2 separate regions of the Mus musculus genome follow, and region 2 is linked to region 1. Evidence: chromatin contacts called from public Hi-C data. All regions are on one chromosome and are shown on one strand. Each heading gives the region's core, a stretch centred on a gene start, on an enhancer-like site or on the middle of the called end of the contact. The rest is flanking DNA. Distances are from core to core; before and after follow the strand shown. Region 1 holds the start of Dusp3 (dual specificity phosphatase 3 (vaccinia virus phosphatase VH1-related)). Region 2 holds the start of Plekhm1 (pleckstrin homology domain containing, family M (with RUN domain) member 1).

Region 1 (4,722 bases), core at 1,178-3,677:
TGCAATATGTAGTGGCCAAAGTCCAGTTTCTTCCTAAAGGTTGTGCTTTGCCTGTGATTAGAAACGATTACAGGGTAGGCCAAATAATCCAAGGAATTGTTCATTTTCTCCTCCTAGTCTAGCTTCAGAAATGAGACACCTTGGCTTCTCTGTGAGGCACTTAGCTCTCCCCATGACAAGGTGTCATAGTTACCCAGTTATGACATCAGGGACAAGTCTCAGCGGAGGAAGAGGAGATGAGCATGTTTAGTTGTCTCTGGGCACTTTCTAAAAGTTTTCTAAAATTTATATATGGTGATGGGGTGCGGGACAATCCGGTATTTATATTCTCTGTGTTATGATTCGGTCAAGGTAAGTGGCTCTTCTCTTCTCTCCTAAAGCAATGGTGATTCTGTGATAAGTCAGGACCATGTCAGGAGGAAGGAAAGGGGGCTTTGAAGTTCCTCACGTGCCTGGGAAGTAGATGTTTCCAAGGCTGGAGGAGAAAAGAAAGGCATGATATCCCTTCCCTGCCTGGCACAGGCAGAGGCTCACAAAGGGAGGTTGGGGTGGGACTCTAACTCTCATTCTGCCGTTTGAGCTATGAGCTAAGAAGTCACAGTTCCCTGCGAGGTTTCCCTGAAGGTCTGAAACCATAAGTTTTTCTGGGAAAGCGAAACACTCAAAAGTGTAGTTAGTGTAACCCAGAGCAGTGCCACAGGCTCGCAATACCAGCACTTGGGAAATGGAAGCAGGCAGATGGAATTCAAAGTTATCCTTGGTTATATACTGCAAAGCCAGCCTGGGCTACATGAGACCCGACCTCAAAAAACGAAAGTATGAAGTAAAACAAACAAAACCATAAAGAAAACAAATCTTAATAGGAGACACACTGGGGAGACTGTATTTGCCCCTTTGGCGTTAGGGACCGGGCCATTTTCCCTGGCAACTGGAGAGACGCTTTTTGTGCTCTTTGCTCTCAGTGGAAACTCGCTACTGACACCATGTGGCTCACAGTGAGATGGCAGCTACCCCAGGAACAGCTGTAAAGGAACCTGTGGAGGAAGATTTACCCCCACACTAGCCCAGAGCCCACAGCCCAGGGCGCAGGCCCCCAGTGAGTGCTCAACATCTGTCAATTGCTTCTGCAACCGCTACGCCTGTATGTTCCGCGCTGGGAACTGAACTAAGGTTTTTGTGCATGCTGGGCACCTTGCCAGCCCAGGAACCTCCGCAACCCCTTGAATGTTTCTGGAATCTTTCCAGCAAATTTTTAAAAAAAAGATTTATTTACTTTAAGTATGTGAGTACACTATAGCTGTACAGATGACCCGCTCACTTAGGTCAACTCCACTCGCTCTGGCCCAAAGATTTATTATTATACATAAGTACACTATAGCTGTCTTCAGACGCACCAGAAGAGGGCGTCAGATCTCATTACGGGTGGTTGTGAGCCACCATGTGGTTGCTGGGATTTGAACCCAGGACCTTCGGAAGAGCAGTCAGTGCTCTTAACCCTCTGAGCCATCTTGCCAGCCCTCCAGCAATTCTTAGGAGTTAGATGTTGCATATTCTTTACTGAAGTGCTTGGGACAGAAATGTTTGAGACTTTACGATATAATATATATACTATATGTAGTGAGTGGATCCAAGTCTAAACATGAAATCCATTAATGCGTCACATATAAATATATCCTGAATACAGTTTTGTACAGTAATTTTTAGTGTGCCTGTGTTTTGACTGTCACAGGTCAGGTGTGAGAATTCTCCATTTATATTGTGTTTACACTCAAAAGTTACAGATTCGTAGACACTTCGGGTCTCACAAAATTATAGCTGTTCAAACTGCTTTCCTCCCTTTTAGTCGCCAGCACACAGGCTAAGGTTAAAGTAGTCCCCCAGGGTCAGATGCCAAACCTGGCGACCTATACCTTCAGCCTTTAAAAAGTTCAATGCTGATTCACATCAAACATTAAAAGAAGTGTTCCAGAATAGGGCTCTTTCCTGTAACCTTGGGTAAGGATCCATCTCCTGGGTAGGCAGGTTGTTGGTTCAGCAGTCGTGGGCTGGGAAGATGTGTTCTGACGTGTGTGTTTGGGGTGAATGAATGGATGCCCACTCTGCTGGTGTGCAGCGAGAAGGGTTCACAGCAAACCCCAGGGGTACCCATTATCCTGAAAGAGCGACTCCAGGTGTACCCAGGCGTCCCGCATTGGGTTCAGTAAATGAAGTGCCTGCGCTCCACTGCCTTAGCCAGGGTGAATGAGTACGGATGACACGGGAGTGATGGCATCTCGGCCAGGAACGTGCCCCGGGGTCCTGCGGCGCTTGGCCAGTCGCGCGTGTCCTCTGCGCTGCCTAGCGTGACCGCAGCTTCCCGCACCCAGTGGGCCCGCCTCCGGGGCGGGACGGGGCGGCTCCCGGTTGGGCAGCCCCGCCCCGCTGACCCGGCTTCTCCCCCTCGTTCGCTCCTGCCCTGGCGTGCAGCGCCCCGCCGCCGCCATGTCCAGCTCGTTCGAACTCTCGGTGCAAGATCTCAACGACCTGCTCTCGGATGGCAGCGGCTGCTACAGCCTGCCGAGCCAGCCCTGCAACGAGGTCGTCCCGAGGGTCTACGTGGGCAACGCGTGAGTCTCTGGGAGGGCCAAACCCGTAGCCGCTCCCAGCGGGCCCCGACTACTACTTGGGGGCTGGAGTGGGGTCCATGGGGGGGGGGTGGATCCTGGGCGCGGTCGCCGACCTGAGAGCAAGAGCGGGTGCTGGGGACCAGCCTGGAGTCGACGCCTACTCCCCGCGCATGAAGCGGAGGAGCTGGACTCCGCATGCCCAGAGACGCCCCCCAACCCCCAAAGTGCCTGACCTCAGCCTCTACCAGCTCTGGCTTGGGCTTGGGCGGGGTCAAGGCTACCACGTTCTCTTAACAGGTGGCAGGGCTGTCTCTTGGCCGCGCGTCATGTGACAGCTGCCTAGTTCTGCAGTGAGGTCACCGTGGAATGTCTGCCTTCGTTGCCATGGCAACGGGATGACGTTACAATCTGGGTGTGGAGCTTTTCCTGTCCGTGTCAGGAAATCCAAATACCCTAAAATACCCTAGAAGAGGAAGTAGCTGAGCCAAGGCTTTCCTGGCTTCTCCAGATAAAGTTTGACTTAGATGGAAAAAAACAAAATGATAAAGACCCGAGCCATCTGAAAATTCCTCCTAATTGCACCACTAGGAAATGTGTATATTATTGAGCTCGTATGTGTTCTTATTTTAAAAAGAAAACTTTAGTCATGTTATTAATAAGAATTTCTCAGCAGTGGGAGAGAACCAATATTAACACCAAGATAAAAGTTGGCATGATCCACATTGCAGGAAGATCCACGTTGGGTTTTCATGAATGTGAAGACCCCATTTATTAAAGTCCTAAGCTCTGTTTTTGCACACTAGGAAGCGATGGCCGGGATGGCTGAGGGGCTGTAAGGATCTTTCAATGTCTTACATGTGTGTTTCCTGTCCTGCACCTAGGACCTGCTGCCTAGCCTGCAGCAGAGCCAGAGGGGTTTCACATGATTAGTCTCAGACACTTGGGGGCAGGTTGCATGTACTGCATCGCTTATTTCCATACGGAGCACCTACTATGTGTCAAACACCATATGGTGTTCACTCTTCAGAACGGTGGTGGTCATCATGGTGCATTTGCTGACGGTTGGATTGGTGGTAGAGAGCTGAGATATATGGACGCGCTCTTCAGCATTCTGTCAACGTGGCTGTGCATTCTTGCTCCTGAGCAAGTGGCTAAACAGACTCACAGGGTCAGCCTCCAGCTCAGTCGCTGCATAGTCTTAGGGAACCTCTCCCAGTCCTCCCTACCTCAACTATCCAAGAAGCCAGGGGGCTTGGCGGTCTCAGGAGCCTGCTTGCTGGGGGACAGGTTGTTGAGTTTTATCTGCAGTAGGTTGCCTAGGCATAGTGTCAGGACTGATGGCTGCCTTGGAGAACACATCCTTTGCCCTCTATGCAAATCTGACCTTGACATGGGGGCGCTGCTCAGCTGGGAGGATCAACTGCATACCTAAAGCCAAGCCTAAAGCTTCTTCGTCCACCTGAAACTCCTGGACCAAGGGGCTTCCGGCACATCCTCTCAGGCCAGTGAGGGAGTCTGTGTGAGCTGCACTTTCCAATCTCAGGGCGTGAGAGGCAGAGGGAGGTGGGGGCAGAGCCTTGCAGCTCTTTCCTCCCATCTGGACAGCGCTCTGGCTCAGCAGCCCATATGAGCACAGGCACATCCCCACCCCACCCCCACCTTTCCTGTCCTGCAGAATTTAGGCTCTGTTCACGGGGGGGGGGGGGGGGGCAGTCCTATCCTCTCTTAGGTAGACAGGACTCTGCAGGAGACACTGCTTTGTAAGATACTGCAGTTTAAATTTGGATGTTGTGAGGGGAAAGCGAAGGGCCTCTTTGACCATTCAGTCAAGGTACCTTCTAACTCCCATCGTATTGGGGGGCTACTCTAGTGCTAGACATTGCAGAGAGCCTCAGAACTGTAGTTACCAGTGTGGTAGGATTGATCCTTCAGGGAGCCTGACATGTGACAGTTCCATTCTTCACCCAGTCACCGAACATTTATTCAGTACCTACCCCGTAACAGGCACCGTAGCAGGTACTGAGGGACGGACCACTCAAAGAACTGACAGACCGAAGCCTTGGAATATAAACACCAAAGCATCAGGCTCTGCCAACAGAACACTCTTTAACACTCA
Region 2 (4,722 bases), core at 568-3,067, 1.4 Mb before region 1:
GTTCTGGTGTCTTTGGTACAAGAGGGTACTTTGCACACTACCAAATGTGAAGCGCGAACACCAAGCCAGCTGCAACCCCTGCATAACAATGACGTACTGCCTTTAAGATATGTTAGGGCAATGGGGGCGCCAAGCTTATGGGAGAAACCGACCAGTAACGGATTTGACTTAAGGCCCACTTCACCAGGTGGAACCCATACCCAACATGCTTGGGGTAACCAAGAACCAAAGACCAGATAGCCCAGGGACCTAGGGTAAAAGCAAATAAGACTGGTGTCTTAGTTAGGGGTTCCATTGTGGTGAAAGACACCATGACCAAGGCAACTCCTATAAAGGAACACATTTAGCTGGGGCTGGGTTACAGGTTCCGAGGTTCCGTCATTAGCGTGGCAGCAGGCAGACAGGTGTGGTGCTGGGGGAGGAGCTTTTTTTTTTTTTTTTTTTTTTTTAAGAGTCTTGATTAGAAGGCAACCCAGAGGGCTGGAGAGATGGCTCAGTGGGTAAGATACCCAACTGCTCTTCCAAAGGTCCTGAGTTCAAATCCCAGCAACCACATGGTGGCTCACAACCATCCTTAATGAGATCTGACTCCCTCTTCCGGAGTGTCTGAAGACAGCTACAGTGTACTTACATATAATAAAAATAAAATAAATTAAAAAAAAAAGAAAGAAAGAAAAAAGAAGGCAACCAAGAGACTGGGCAGAGTTTGAGCATATATATGTTTGAACATATATTCAAATATATATTACCTCAAAGCCACAGTGACATACTTCCGCTAACAAGGCCACACCTCTTCCAGTAAGGCCATGCCTCCTAAATAGTGCCATTTCCCATGGGCCAAGCACATTCAAACCACAACTGGTAAAAAGAAAGAAAGAAAAGGAAAAAAAAGACATAGTGATAAAATGACTCCTAATGACATTTGGGTACTCATAGATCAATGCCTTGTTCAGCCATCATTAGAGAAGTTTCCTTCTACAGCAGATAGGGAACCCCAAGGGAGAGGTGGAAAGAGTGTAGGAGCCAGAGGGGATGGAAGACACCAAGAAAACAAGGTCCTCTAAGTCAATAGGAGCAAAGTTCATATAAACTCACAGAGAGTCTTTTCTTTTACAGTCACCACCTCTATGGCCCACACCTAGGTCCTAGGTTCCCTTTTGGGCACGGTCCTCAGACCTGCCCAGCCTGCCCTTTATTAGTCACGGTTGCTACATTTGACAGTTTTCTTCCGCGTCTATTCCGAGAGACAGCTGTCATTTTCTGTAATGGAACAAAAGCAATTAAATAGTGAGAAGACAAAAAGCAGGTCCTCTGGGCTTCATGCCTCAAAGGGCTGACCGCAGGCAAATTAAACTAACAGGTCCAAGAGAGCCCTCAGGGCGATCACGTGGTATGAGACAAGTCAAAACAACTGTTTCCTGGCTCCGGAAAAACCAGACCTGAAGGTCCCACTTGGACCCAGGATCCACTTGCTCCCTCCACTACTAATGCCCTTAGGGAAACATACGGGTTAATGGCGCAACAGGGCGCATTTTCGGATTAAGGGGGCAAACACGACAACCCCAAAGTTGCACAGATGCGATTGAGGGGCAGAGCTGCGGGACGCAGAAGTCCCGAAGCTCCAAGGGTCCAGCCTCTCTGCGCTACCCAGAGCCAGAGTAGCGAGAGCGGCAGGATCGCTCACCTGAGCCAAGAAGCCCTGCAATCCGGGGCAAGGGAAGAGCTGACGGCCCCGCCCCTCGGCTCCTCTAGGCCCAGTGATTGGTTTTTGAGGACTGGGGGCGGGGCCGTAGCGAGGAGCCGACGTGATGGCGTCAGACGCCGCGCGCCGCTTCCTGTTGTCAGTGCCTTTGGAGCCGCAGCTTCTGCTCGGAACCGAGGGGGGTCTCGCTTCGCCCGGAGCGCCGCCACCTGCTCCTGATCCCTTCGGTGAGTGAGTCTGGGGTCTGAACGTGGAGGGAAGCGCGGGGCGGTGATGCGACCCGGCGGTGGGCCCGCAACCTCGCAGCCACTCGCGACCCCTGTGCGCCTGGAGACTTGGGGTGGGAACCTCGGCCCTTCGCAGCCCGGGCCTGCTCCCACCTCAGCCAGTGGCCACCGGCTCTCTCCCCTCCGTCTCCACCGCAGCCAACCTCAGCCCCAAGCCGGGTCCCCTAACCACCGGTCTTGCAAAAGTGTAGCCTCACTCGTGACCCCTCTTTAGCCCAGTTGCAACCCGATCCGAGCGAGCCACATCCCTTCGCCACCTCTTATCTCAACATCGCGTTTATCCCTCATCTCTTCTGAACCTTCCCTCGACCCTCCATTCTGGCTCAATTTCTTATCGCAGCCTGTCGTATCTGGCTCACTCGTCCCAAACACGCTAAGTCTCCCTCCCTCCCATTGACCCACTACTGAAGTTTTCTCCTGTTGAACTTGCCGGTTTCTTCTTGGTTACTGACGTCACAGCTTTATCTCAAGGCTTGTGTGTATCTTTTCTTTACCGATTTTTACCTAATTCCCTAGCTGATCACAGAGGTAAGGTCTCTCAGGCACTTTCCTGTCTAAGACTTAATATTAAACTGTCCCCGACTCTGCTGTAGAGGACTGTCTCAGTTTCTACCACTTCCCCCAGTCCTTTCGTTACTTTAAATTTAATATGCATTTATTAATTCTTTGAGAATTTTATGCATGTACATAATATTCCTGCCCCCTAACATCACTGTTAGTTTGGGGTTTTGGGTTGTTGTTGTTGTTGTTTTTGAGACAGCATGTCACTATTTAGCCTTAGATCTCTCTCTCAGATCACTCACTATGTAGATCAGGCTGGCCTCAAACTCACAGTGTGGGTCACCACTCCTGGTTTTAATCTGTTTTTTGTTTGTTTGTTTGTTTGTTTGTTTTTGTAGGATGGAGGGTGGTTTTGTTTTTTGTTTTTGTTATTGTTTTAAGACAGCCAATCTAAACAGCCATGGACTCCTGATCCTCCCTGCCTCCACCTCCCAAGTGCTGGAATTGTAGGCATGAGTCACCATGCCTGGCTTCCCAGAATTGCTATTAACTAGATCTACTCAACTCCTGTCATTTTCTTCCTTGATCCAGCTCTCTTTCACTTTGAGAATTTAGGGTATAGCTCCCTAGTGGTCATACTTGCTATATTCCTCAACAGCCATGTCTGCTCCTTGTTCAGAGCCCAGCAGACTAAACAGCTAAATTGGTGTGTGTAGGGACTCGGATGGTAACTGAGTATAAAGCTTCTTGGGGGAGATGTTCTTTGTAGTGTCTGATCTCCTAAATGTGTTTCCACAGATGGCTTTTCTGGCATTCCTATTAAGTCATTTGTGCCTGCTGTTGTAATGGTAGGTGTCATTCAAATACCTGGGAGGTGAGAGGTGGCCACTCAACCATCTCATTCATCCTGAGGTAATGGAAACCAGCCCTTCCTTTTGGCTGGCGGTTCTGTCAGTAGAGAGCCTCAGGGAAGCAGTGTGGAGTTAGTTGGTTGTGATCACAGAGTCCTGCCAGTGTGTCCTAGCACCTGTGAGGAAGAATCTACCCAGTGTTCCTTTCTGCATAGCTGAATGCAGAGCTTCCCCACTATTGAACCCAGAAACATAATGGCCATCAGAAGCATGTTGTAAGCCAGGAGGAGTCCTGGGAGGCTGAAGGACAGTACAGGGACTGTAAAATCGCTTCTCTTTTTGTAGGTCCTGGATCACTTAGTCTTAGCCACTGGGGTTTGTAGGAACATGTAAAGGTGAACCCAGTAGTTGAGACAGATGTGTGTCTTTAAGTCCTATGCTCAGCATTTATAGTCCAAGGACATTTCCAACCAGGTTCTAATGGGCTTGCTTTGGGAGGGGTCTTTGGCAGCCCCCTCCCCCATACGCAAGCCCAGTGCTGGAGTTTTAGTCCAGGGCCTTGTATATGTGAGGCAAATATTCTACCACTGAGCTGCACTTCAGGCCCTGTCAGCAAGGGTCTTGAGAGACCATGCTTACCACAGCCGTCTCCTTCTGTGAAGGCTGAATGCAGCTCTGCCTTGAATAGTCTCTCATGATGATGCAACCTTCAGAGTTGCTTTTCACTCATTGGCAGCTTTGTGTACTGGCAGAAATTTCTCAGTAGCCCTACAGCGTAAAGTGTTGTGCCTCAGCTTCCCAGTCTGCTGAATAGATGAATCTGTTCTATATGCCTCGCCTGTATCTATTAAGTCATTCAAGAGTTGAGCTATTTATTTATTTATTTATTTATTGGGTTTTTTTCAAGACAGGGTTTCTCTGTATAGCCCTGGCTGGCATGGAACTCACTCTGTAGACCAGGCTGGCCTTGAACTCAGAAATCCTCCTGCCTCTGCCTCCCAGATGTCGGGATTAAAGCCGTGTACCACTATTGCCCAGCTATTTATTTATTTTTGATTTTTGAGTACTAGTCCTAGGTCCTAGAAGTACAGCAATGAGTGGATTCTTCGAAGTTGTTTTTTTCATTCACTCAGAGCACCCACGTCCTTAGAATCCTATCGCAAAGCCAGGTACAGTGCTACCCACCTGAAACCACAGGTGCCCAGGAGGCTGAGAATGAGAGTTCAAAGCTTTCCCAAGGAGTTTAAGACCTTCCTGGGCTACATAGTAAGTTCAAGGTCAGTCTATGAGACATAGCAAGATCTTGCTCAGAAATAAAATATTTTTTAGAAAGAGTTATTATTATATGTAAGTACACCGTAGCTGTCTCCAGACACACCAG

The links. Hi-C and Micro-C count contacts between places; a contact is called where the count stands out from the background.
Region 2: a contact with region 1 is called in a Hi-C map of B cells, with 6 read pairs. The contact joins the promoter of Plekhm1 here to the promoter of Dusp3 in region 1. A contact is called at or near these places in 1 of 39 promoter capture datasets (pre-B cells) and 1 of 484 Hi-C or Micro-C datasets (B cells).

What each region holds. Positions count from the first base shown.
Region 1 is chr11:101,982,496-101,987,217 of GRCm38.p6, reverse strand. It overlaps Dusp3 (dual specificity phosphatase 3 (vaccinia virus phosphatase VH1-related)), which reads left to right and starts at 2,427. Exons shown (of 3, transcript NM_028207.3): 1 at 2,427-2,606. The coding sequence starts at 2,482. It overlaps Cfap97d1 (CFAP97 domain containing 1), which reads right to left and starts at 162. Exons shown (of 6, transcript NM_029287.1): 1 at 1-162. The coding sequence starts at 104.
Region 2 is chr11:103,409,800-103,414,521 of GRCm38.p6, reverse strand. Plekhm1 (pleckstrin homology domain containing, family M (with RUN domain) member 1) reads left to right here and starts at 1,817. Exons shown (of 12, transcript NM_183034.2): 1 at 1,817-1,929.